Linked DNA regions of Macaca mulatta: region 1 is linked to region 2. A link is a contact called in public Hi-C data. All regions are on one chromosome and are shown on one strand. The core of a region is the stretch at or near the end of the contact, and the rest is flanking DNA. Distances in the headings are between cores, read along the strand shown. Region 1 holds the start of SEC22B (SEC22 homolog B, vesicle trafficking protein). Region 2 holds the start of LOC144338663.

The links. Hi-C and Micro-C count contacts between places; a contact is called where the count stands out from the background.
Region 1: a contact with region 2 is called in a Hi-C map of fetal cortex germinal zone, with 2.8 times the contacts expected there. The contact joins the promoter of SEC22B here to the promoter of LOC144338663 in region 2. A contact is called at or near these places in 4 of 14 Hi-C or Micro-C datasets (CD4 T cells, fetal cortex germinal zone, fetal cortical plate and 1 more).

The regions. Positions count from the first base shown.
Region 1 is chr1:120,110,948-120,115,638 of T2T-MMU8v2.0, forward strand. It overlaps SEC22B (SEC22 homolog B, vesicle trafficking protein), which reads left to right and starts at 2,479. Exons shown (of 5, transcript NM_001261329.1): 1 at 2,479-2,686. The coding sequence starts at 2,612.
Region 2 is chr1:119,949,134-119,953,903 of T2T-MMU8v2.0, forward strand. It overlaps LOC144338663, which reads left to right and starts at 2,660. Exons shown (of 3, transcript XM_077989052.1): 1 at 2,660-2,735; 2 at 2,793-3,321. The coding sequence starts at 2,660. The region is part of intron 8 of LOC106996441 (myomegalin); the gene reads right to left. LOC114677576 (a long non-coding RNA gene) reads left to right here and starts at 4,406. Exons shown (of 2, transcript XR_013399338.1): 1 at 4,406-4,770.

The DNA of each region.
Region 1 (4,691 bases), core at 1,229-3,728, 160 kb after region 2:
TGTTCCAAGAAATAATTGCTCCAGGGTGACTCCATGCTTTTATTAGTTTTTTGGGGTGTGTGTGTGAGTGTTTTGGTTGTAAGTAACAAACTAACTCAAAGTAGCCTAAGCAGGTAAAAGAGGGAATTTGTTATAAAGAAGCAATAGTGTCTGAATGGCAAGAATGTGTATGGGCCTTGGGAAGAGCCTAGAGTCAGGAACTGAAAAAAGATTTGGATTCTTACTCCGAATTTGCTTCTCGGCACACACCTACTACATTCTTCTCTCTCTGCTTCTCTAATCAACATGGCAGTCTGTATCTTTAGTTAAAATATTTGTATCATGAATTCCCCATTACTCAAATGACCATCATTTGAGGCTGTGGAGAAGGCATGTCCTTGTTGAGTGGGAGAAAGGGAAATTAGAACAACTTATATCTATGGGCTATTTTAAATGTAAAGTACTATGATTCTACTAACTTAAACTCCCATATACACAAGGATTCACTTCCATTTCACTTTCTGTCTCTGTTAATAGTACAATTGTATATTTTTTTTGTCTTATTTATTCTAGTCCTTCATCTTTAATGTGGAGTCAATCACTAGGTCTTACTGGGTTTTGGTCTCAAAAGTCTATCGTTAAATAATATTAGTTTTCTTAGTAGCATAATTCACAATTGCAAAGATGTGGAACCAACCTAAGTGCCCGTCAACTAATGAGCGGATAAAGAAAATGTGATACACACACACACACACACACACACACACACACACACACACCATGGAATACTACCCAGCCATAAAAAAGAATGAAATAATGTCTTTGCAGTAACTTGGATGGAGCTGGAGGCCATTATGCTAAGTGAAGTAACTGAGGAGTGGAAAACCAAAAATCATATGTTCTCACTTAAGTGGGAGCTAAGCTTTGAGTACACAAAGGTATACAGAGTGATATAATGGACTTTAGAGACTTAGAAGGGGGAGGGTGTGAAGGGACCTAGGGATAAAAAACTACTTTTTAAGTATAATGTACGCAACTCGGGTGATGGGTGCACTAAAATCTCAGCATTCACCACTATATAATTCATCTATGTAACAAAAACCCACTTGTAACCCTAAAGCTCTTGAAATAAAAATCTTTTTAATAAAGAAAATGCCACACAAAAAGAATATTAGTTTTCTTCTAATGCTGAAGGCCAATATAAAAGGTAACAAAAGTCTGAGCTCTTTAGTTAATGGGTACAAGTTAAGACAGAATCACATCAGGATCTGAAGTTGAACCTGAGCTCAAATCCTGTTCCCATCACTGTGAGCTCTCTGAGGCTTTCCTCTCAACTACAAACTGGAGATACAATACTAAACAAGCTTACTGGGTTGCTTAATTAATATCTAGAATATACTTAACAGTGTTTCTATTAATGTGAGAACTAACTGTAAGCACTTAGTAAAGAGTAGTCATTATTAAGTAATGATAAATAAAAGCATTTGTATGATTCTTGTTTTAGCTTATGAAACCCTTGCACCTAGATTTTCTCATCTAATATTCATTAAAACCCTGAAAGGCCGATAATATCCCCACTGTAGAGATGGGGACACCAAAGAACAAAGAGATGGGAACACCTAGATATATAAGAGATCCTAGCTTTTTTTTTTTTTTTTTCTCTGTCACCCGGGCTGGAGTGCAGTGGGGCAACCTCGGCTCACTGCAAGCTCCGCCTCCCGGATTTACCCCATTCAACTGCCTCAGCCTCCCGAGTAGCTGGGACCACAAATGCCCGCCACCGCGCCCGACTAATTTTTGTATTTTTAATGGAGACGGGGTTTCATCCTGTTAGCCAGGATGGTCTTGATCTCCTGACCTCGTGATCTGCCCGCCTCGGCCTCCCAAAGTGCTGGGATTACAGGCGTGAGCCACCGCGCCTGGCCTGATCCTAGCTTTTTGTAGGCTGACTGACCTAGGTGGTAAAAGATGTCCTGTACTTGTTCATTTATTCACACATACAACAAATATTTATTGACTTCTTACCATAAACTATTTAAGGAGCCTGGTGGGGATGCCGCATAAACAAACAAGCAAAAATAGACAAAAATCTTTGTCCAGAAATACATATAGAAAATTTTATAGAATATATAACATAGAAAATAGAAAAAAATATGAAACTAGCCTAATTTTCAGGGTTTTCATTTTTTTTACATACCTTTCATGGTTAACGGTTAATGGTTAATGGGGAGTACCCATTAACTCCCACCCTCCTTCCCAGCTCTCTCCCAAGACTTAGTTTCAAGAACTAGAAAATTCTGATTCAGCTTGGGTGCAATGCCCCTCAAAGGGCGAGGCTTATTCGAAGCCCCAAATTCAGAAAAGCCGGCCAGACCTTGGAAGTTTAAGAAGGTGGAAGGCAGATCGCGGAACCAGTGTTCTGATGGTTGTGGTTCTCTGAGGGAAGCCAATTCTGGGGACCGGTAGTGGAAAGCTCTTGCGCTGTTTCCGGCCACCTCAGCGGGAAGCGGAGACGCAAGCAGCTGGATCTCCGGTAACTGAGACATAGGGAATAACTGTTGTCGCGGCGGAGGAAGTGAGGACGACACCAACGGCCTTCCGGGCCAGTGTTGGATCCCTGTAATTTGTGAAGATGGTGTTGCTAACAATGATCGCCCGAGTGGCGGACGGGCTCCCGCTGGCCGCCTCGATGCAGGAGGACGAACAGGTGAGCTGCTTACTAGATCCCCGCGACCCCAAGTCTGCCAGCGCGCTTTGCCCTCAGCATCGCATTCCTTCCTAGGGCCGAGAGACCTCTGTGACTTCTCGGGCACTCCCGACCTCTCTGAAGTGCTATTTTATCTTTTGGTGTGGGAGAGACTACCGGTGAGAGGAATCTTTCCTGAAGGAGTTGTTCAGATTTTTGTGTTACCTGTTTCTCTTTAGAAAAACGCTCTGGAGAAGTGATAGCTTTGGTTGATTGTGATCACCCAGTGTTCTTTGACTCTTTAGGGACTGTTAAAAATCAGGATTTCTAATTTTCTGCTGCTAATAGGACTGCTGACGGATAAATCCTGGGACAAATCAGCCAAGTTCTTCAACTCTATAACGTAGCACCTGATCCTTGACCTAGCTTGCTGACGTCTTTTGAAAGTGGGTGAGGTAATATTGCCACATAAAAGCACTTGTTAAAGTTCAGTACAGCACATTCTTTCAGGATTATTCCCAGTTCCCACCTTCTCCAATACGCCGTACCACATTCCTGCAATACATTGTAACTTATTTTTTTGTCTTTCAATAACTTGAGTTTCCTAGCGGGCAAACGACGGATCTTAATCATCTCTGTTATTCATACCTTTTACAATGGCTGCTTTATGCTAGTAGGTGCTCAAAAATATATTGAATTGATTAAAAACAGCAATAACTCCAGGCGTCTTAAAAGAAAGCTGTTTTGTGTTTTAGAATCACAGTGGAAATTTCTGAAGACAAATTTCTGGAGCAAGCTTGGGAGGTTCTGAAGACAAAACTGACAATGGAATTTATATAATTTGTTTAAAGTGATCAATTTTATTTTACTTTTTCATACAGTCTAAGTAGTGTTTTAAAACCTTGAGCCTTAAAAAAAGATGAGATATAGAAAAAATAGGTTGCACATTTCTTCTATTGGACTTTTCATTCATATATTAATGCAAAAAAAATTTTACTGAGCACATCAAATGTACCAGGCATAGTGTTAATGCAGGGGGTTAGAGTACACAGTCTCTACCTTTGTGGAGCTTACAGTCTAGTGGAAAAATCAGATAACCAATATACTATTAAAATGTAGTTTAACTGCTAAGGAGAAGGAAGAGGGTTTTGTCGAACATGGAAAATGTATCTAAGTTGGTTTTAGGAAATGAGGAAAGTCTTCCCAGAAGGTATGACATTAAGGTAACAGTAGGATCCAGTAGTAAGGAACTATTCTCTTTAGTTATATGCCTTTTTAGGTTTGATTTGGAAATGTATTTACTTTCACTTTTAGGAGAGTGGTGATACAGATAATCAAGTTGCAGGTCATGCTAAGTGAAATATATTCTATTCATTTCATAAAAACAAAGTCTAATCTTTGAAATAAACTGTGAACAATTTAACATACCCTGATTTGCTAATGTGAAATGTTTTTCAGGAATATTCTAGGACCATCCTGCAGAAGGAATGTAATTGTTCCAGTGAACCTAGGAATATGATTTGAACAAAGTAGATAGTGTAGGGAAATATCCTTGAAGGATGTGTAGTTTGACTAAAAAATAGTTTTCCTATAGTGGGTGGGTGTGTGTTGGGAGTAGCAGGGATGGAATCTGGTCAATTTTTAAACTATGGCATTGAATTCCAGTGTGGGCAAAGAATACAAAGTGAACTGGAAAGTCTACTTAATATTAGTGGCCCCTACTCTCTAACGTGATACTTTTTGAAAATTAATTGATTTATTGTTTTTTAATTCTAAATTTGGTATTGATTTCATATTGGTTTATCAAGATGGATGGCTTTGTTTAATTGACAAGGAAAGAAATTTTACACACAAATATTTTTGTGATTGTAGTGCCATAATATTTTCCTTTAGGAGTTTTGACTTTGAATAATAAAGTTTGCCTAAACTTTTAATGTCTGTAAAAATCTGAATCTTAGACTTAATTTACTATTTTAATAGTATACATAACATTTATAAAAGTGCCTACTACATACCAAACACTGTG
Region 2 (4,770 bases), core at 1,410-3,909:
GACGAGTTTATTTCCCATTCATCCTGGCCCAACTAATTTTAGACCCTAATAAGAAAACACCATGTTTAATTTGTAACACCTATGTCTGGTCCAGAAATACTGTAAAGCCCAAATTCAGCTGAGGCTCCACTGAAAGGAAAAGCAAAAGAAAAGAAGTACATACATTTTATACAAATGAAAACGCACTGACTTTTTACCTTTCATGACACTTTCATCTCTGCTGTTTCTCATCTATGCTGCTACTCATAATTTTGTGTAAATTTAAAAACTTTTCTCCTGTTTTCTGCTTAGGTTCTTATTGTGAAAGAAAGTATACATACCACAGAACTACTTTCCAAAAGTTTCATGTGACCATCAACAATGTTACTTATCAAGCTCTAAATTTCTGGAATGATGTTGACCAGTAGCAGGCTTTCTAAAAATGCCTTCTAGATCACATCTACCTTTGTGACAGTATCGCTAAATAAGTTGTATCAAGAGGAACATGCCAGTATGTTTCACAAAGTTAACTGAACCTAGCATTTACTGTTGCTATAGAAACAAACTACCATAGCTGATTTTAAAAGGTTGGTATAGAATCAATTGGGCAGACATGAATGGTTCAAATTAAGCAACTGCCATCCTCTAGTCATTAAGAATTCAAGACTATAATGAATGAAACTCTCCTCTGATCCAATAATGGGTTAATCCTTTCTTAATATCAAATATCTTCCAGTAGAACTCAGCAGAGTTCTGGCTGTGAACAGTTTATGCCTTAACGTTTTGAGTGACAATACTGTACTTGAATACTTGAATTCCTGTCTCTTTTATGAATGAGTCATCACTAATCCTCAAATGAACTATTCATTATAATAAATATTGTCCAGATGTTATAATACTTTACTGGTGGATTAATAGGTTTCCCCCAAACCTTTTACCTTATGCTCTAATCATTTACAGGCATTTTGCGGATGAAAGCTTCAATGCTCTGGGAAGAACTAACTAGAGAACTAACTGCCTTACAGAAAGCCATTGGGAGGAAACGTCTATAAATCTGAAAACAAGAACAAATTTTAAAAGTTGTTAAAAAAAAAAAAAAAAAAAGGAGATAAGAGGAAAAGTTCTAGTGCCAGAAATGAGATTAAATGTCTTCTTTTTACAGGATAAAAGTGAAGTGGGAATCTTTACCTTTTTGTTTTAAAAGGTATACAATTTTGATAATGGGAAGGCCAACAGATTTTACAAAGACTGTGAAAAGCAAATTATCTGAGTACGAATCACGTTTACTAAATGAGACACAGAAAAGGTGCAGCAAAAATGGGCTCATGACTAATTTTCTCAAGTCTAGAATATTACTAACCTCCACCTAGACCGAAATCATGTGAAGCCAGAGGCCAGCTAGCTATAATCAGAAAGGCACTGTGTAGCCGTTTTGTATACCTGGACCCGGAGCGGCAAATAATCTTCACAGAGATCATCCCACAGCTCCTGCAGGTCTGAAAGCTCCAAGGGGTAACTCACAGGTGTCTTGTAAAGGGGTTTCAAAGACCTGTTAAGGAACCCGGAACTAACTCCATCTGTCATGCTATGGCCAGGCTTGGCTCCAGGTGGGCTGGATTTCACTGGAATCGGAAGCCTGCTCCCTCGGGGGCTCTGGATGGGCTTATAATCAAGACCTTTAATCATGCTAAGAGCTAACTCCAGCTTGTGATTACACCCATGCGGCGGAGCCTGATCATCTGAACAACAGTCACACTTTCCAAGTTCCTTTGCACTTCTCTCAGTCTCCTCATCTTTCTGTTGTGGAGGGCTAGCGTGGACGCTTGCATCCAAAGATTCCACAGAGGAACCCGGCGTCTCTTCCTCCATGCTTTCTCCATCTGGGGGTACCTTTGTGCTTGCTAAGTCGGGTGGCCCAACCTCAGACAACGCTGGTTCTTCAGTGCAAATGCTGGTCGACCACCTGCTAGAAGGGCCACAGGAGATACTTCTGGCCACCTTTCGAGGTACCTTACAAATGGCTTCATAGTCAGAATCAGCAACCCGCAAAGCTGCACAACCACGGCATCTCCTGGGTCGGTTTCCAGGGCCTTCCGAACCATGGCAACTGTGTGGCTCCTGGATCTGATCCTCATTCTCCACCCAGCACTCAAACCCTGAATAGGCGAAGTCCTCCTGGAGCAGTGCAGAGTATCTCGCATCAGGTAAGACAGACATGTCAACCGTCCCATTCCCCGCCTTGACCTCCGGGCCAGAGTCATCGTTATTCTTCCGATACATACTGGCAATGCAGAACTTGAGGCGATCTTTCTCCAGTAGCAGCTTTTGCAAGCGCTCAATAGAAAGAGCTTCGATCCGGGCAATAACCGTGTCGAATCGATAGATTCGATCAAGCATGAAAGCACACTTGCTGCAAGCGAACTCGGCTTTGCCATCGCGGGGGACATCCTTGCCCAGGACGTGCGAAAGCAGAACCTGGAGGTTCAGCTTGGACGCTGTGTGGAAGATCCAGCGCCGCTGGTTTCCACACAGCTCTCGGGCACAGATCCTGCAAATCTCCTTCATCTTCCCTCCTAGCGGGTGCCAAGCTTCCTGAGGCGGCGGCGGCGGCGGCTACTGGATGACCACTCAATGGCTCTTCGCCGCGCTCTGTCTCCCGCCTCAGTGGTCTCCAGTCAGCATGGCACAGCCCAGTGGGGTCCTCACTCTGCAGGGGTGCACCCCTACCCCGTGCGCCGGCTCCGGGTACCACAGCCGTCAGCCCCGCCCCTTGGGCAGGGGGCGGGCGTGGAAACGTCTAAGAGGATGCTGAGTGACAGAGGCGCAGGCCGCGCTCCGACCCTGCCATGTCTCTCCCCAGCTGTCTCTCCCGCCAGCCGCCGCGTCCTCAACGTCCTACCCTTTTAACAGACTGGGCTCCCGGAGCAGCAGCGGCCGGCCGCGCAGACTCAAAGGCTCGGGGATTGAGGATCAGATTTCAAGATGGCGCCAGCGGCTCCACGTCTGCGGCTTCCACAAGGCTCCTCTGGGAGCTGTAGTCCGCTCAGCGGGCTCCCGGCTCTGCGCATGCGGGGTGGCCAGCACGCCCCTCGCCCCCACTCCGGTTGCGCACCTGGCTCACTGGGAGTGCAGAGCAGAAAGCACTACTGGCGCGGACCACAGCCAGCCGCTTTTATCTGCTAAGAGCTCACCTGAAAGGCGCACCAGTGCCCTCAAGGATCCTCCCGCCTCTGCAGGATGTCCCGAGGCTCCTCCTCGCGGGGAGGAGAAGGCCGAATCCCCTCCCCCTGGATCCTCGGACAGTGCCACGTCCTCCGGCTGCCAGCCGGGCAGCGCCGCTAGGTACCGCTGCGCGCCGCCGCCGCCTCCAGCCAGCAGCCCCACCTCTCCCGGCCTCGCCCCGCCTGGGTTCTAAGGCCCTGAGACTGCGAGGCGGGCGGGGGAAGGCTTGGTAACGGAGGGGCGGGTGGGGCGGGGCCGTGCAACCCTTACCTCGACTCTGAACCGGAATGTCCAGAAAAGAGTAGAGGACTGTTTCTTCCTTGATGTGGGTGGGGGAGGGTTAGCACCCTTGGGGGACTTTGCCCTACTTTCGGTAAAAAAGAGCACTGAGCAGTCACCTGAGAAAGCGTCCTGCAAATACAATGTGAATCTGGTTAACCAAGATCTTGAAGATAGTAGAAGGGAAATGTGCTTTTTCAAGGATGCAGCCAGCCGCGAGTAGATTACCGCCACTGAAGTCTCTCCCTCAGGTAGAGGGCATTCATTATTTTAGGGCAGGGGAGGGTAGACAAACACTAGCGCAAAAGACGGAGCTCCTTTCGGCAAGAGCTGGAGTGTCTGGGAATGCAGCTCGCGCCAGAAAGGACTGGGAACTTCGCTGACTTCGGTGAGAACCCTGTCTTACTCAGCACTGTACAGTGGTAGGTCCTCCACCCTTGGGTCTAAAACTTGGATTGCACACAAAGAGGAGGGAAGCTAGAGCCCTGACTAGGTGGGATGCAGGTACCTCCGGCCATTTTTTTTTTTTGAGTGCAGTGGCGCGATCTCGGCTCACTGCAACCTTCGCCTCCCGGGCTCACGCCATTCTCCTGCCTCAGCCTCCCGAGCAGCTGGGACTACAGGCGCCCGCCACCACGCCCGGCTAATTTTTCATATTTTTTTAGTAGAGACGGGGTTTCACCGTGTTAGCTAGGATGGTCTTGATCTTCTGAGCTCCTGATCCGCCCGCCTGGGCCTCCCGAAGTGCTGGGATTACAGGCTTAAGCCACCGCGCCCTCCGGCCATTTTTAATAAAGAATTCTCTTCCTGACTTGAGAGGCATTCAGACACGGAACAAGAGGAACAACCGCAGCAATCACTTGCAGTCCCCTAGAGCAGGCCATTTCTCAGTTCTAATCATGTTAATTTTTTTTTTTTTTTTTTTACTAACTTGACCTTGTAAGCTAAGGCCAGCAACGTCTAAGTTTTTCTGAACCTCGTCCCCAGGACAGAGCCCATCCTCCTAAACCTGAAGACATCCAAATGCCATCTATGAGAGTTCATAATAAGCCCCCCAAACTTCATATTGAAGACCAAATGAGATAATTTTGAGGAAATGCTTTAACCATGTTTAGCTCATTAAATAATGGCTATTATTATTTTAATATGAATTGGAATATTTTAAGTCACTTTAAAACATTATGGGGCTCTGCCTACATAAGATTGTATTGTTCTCTTAATCACCAAAGCAAAATCTTGTAGCTCTATTGTAAGAGAGAAAGACAGTACTTAGAGCTTTGGCCTTAGTAG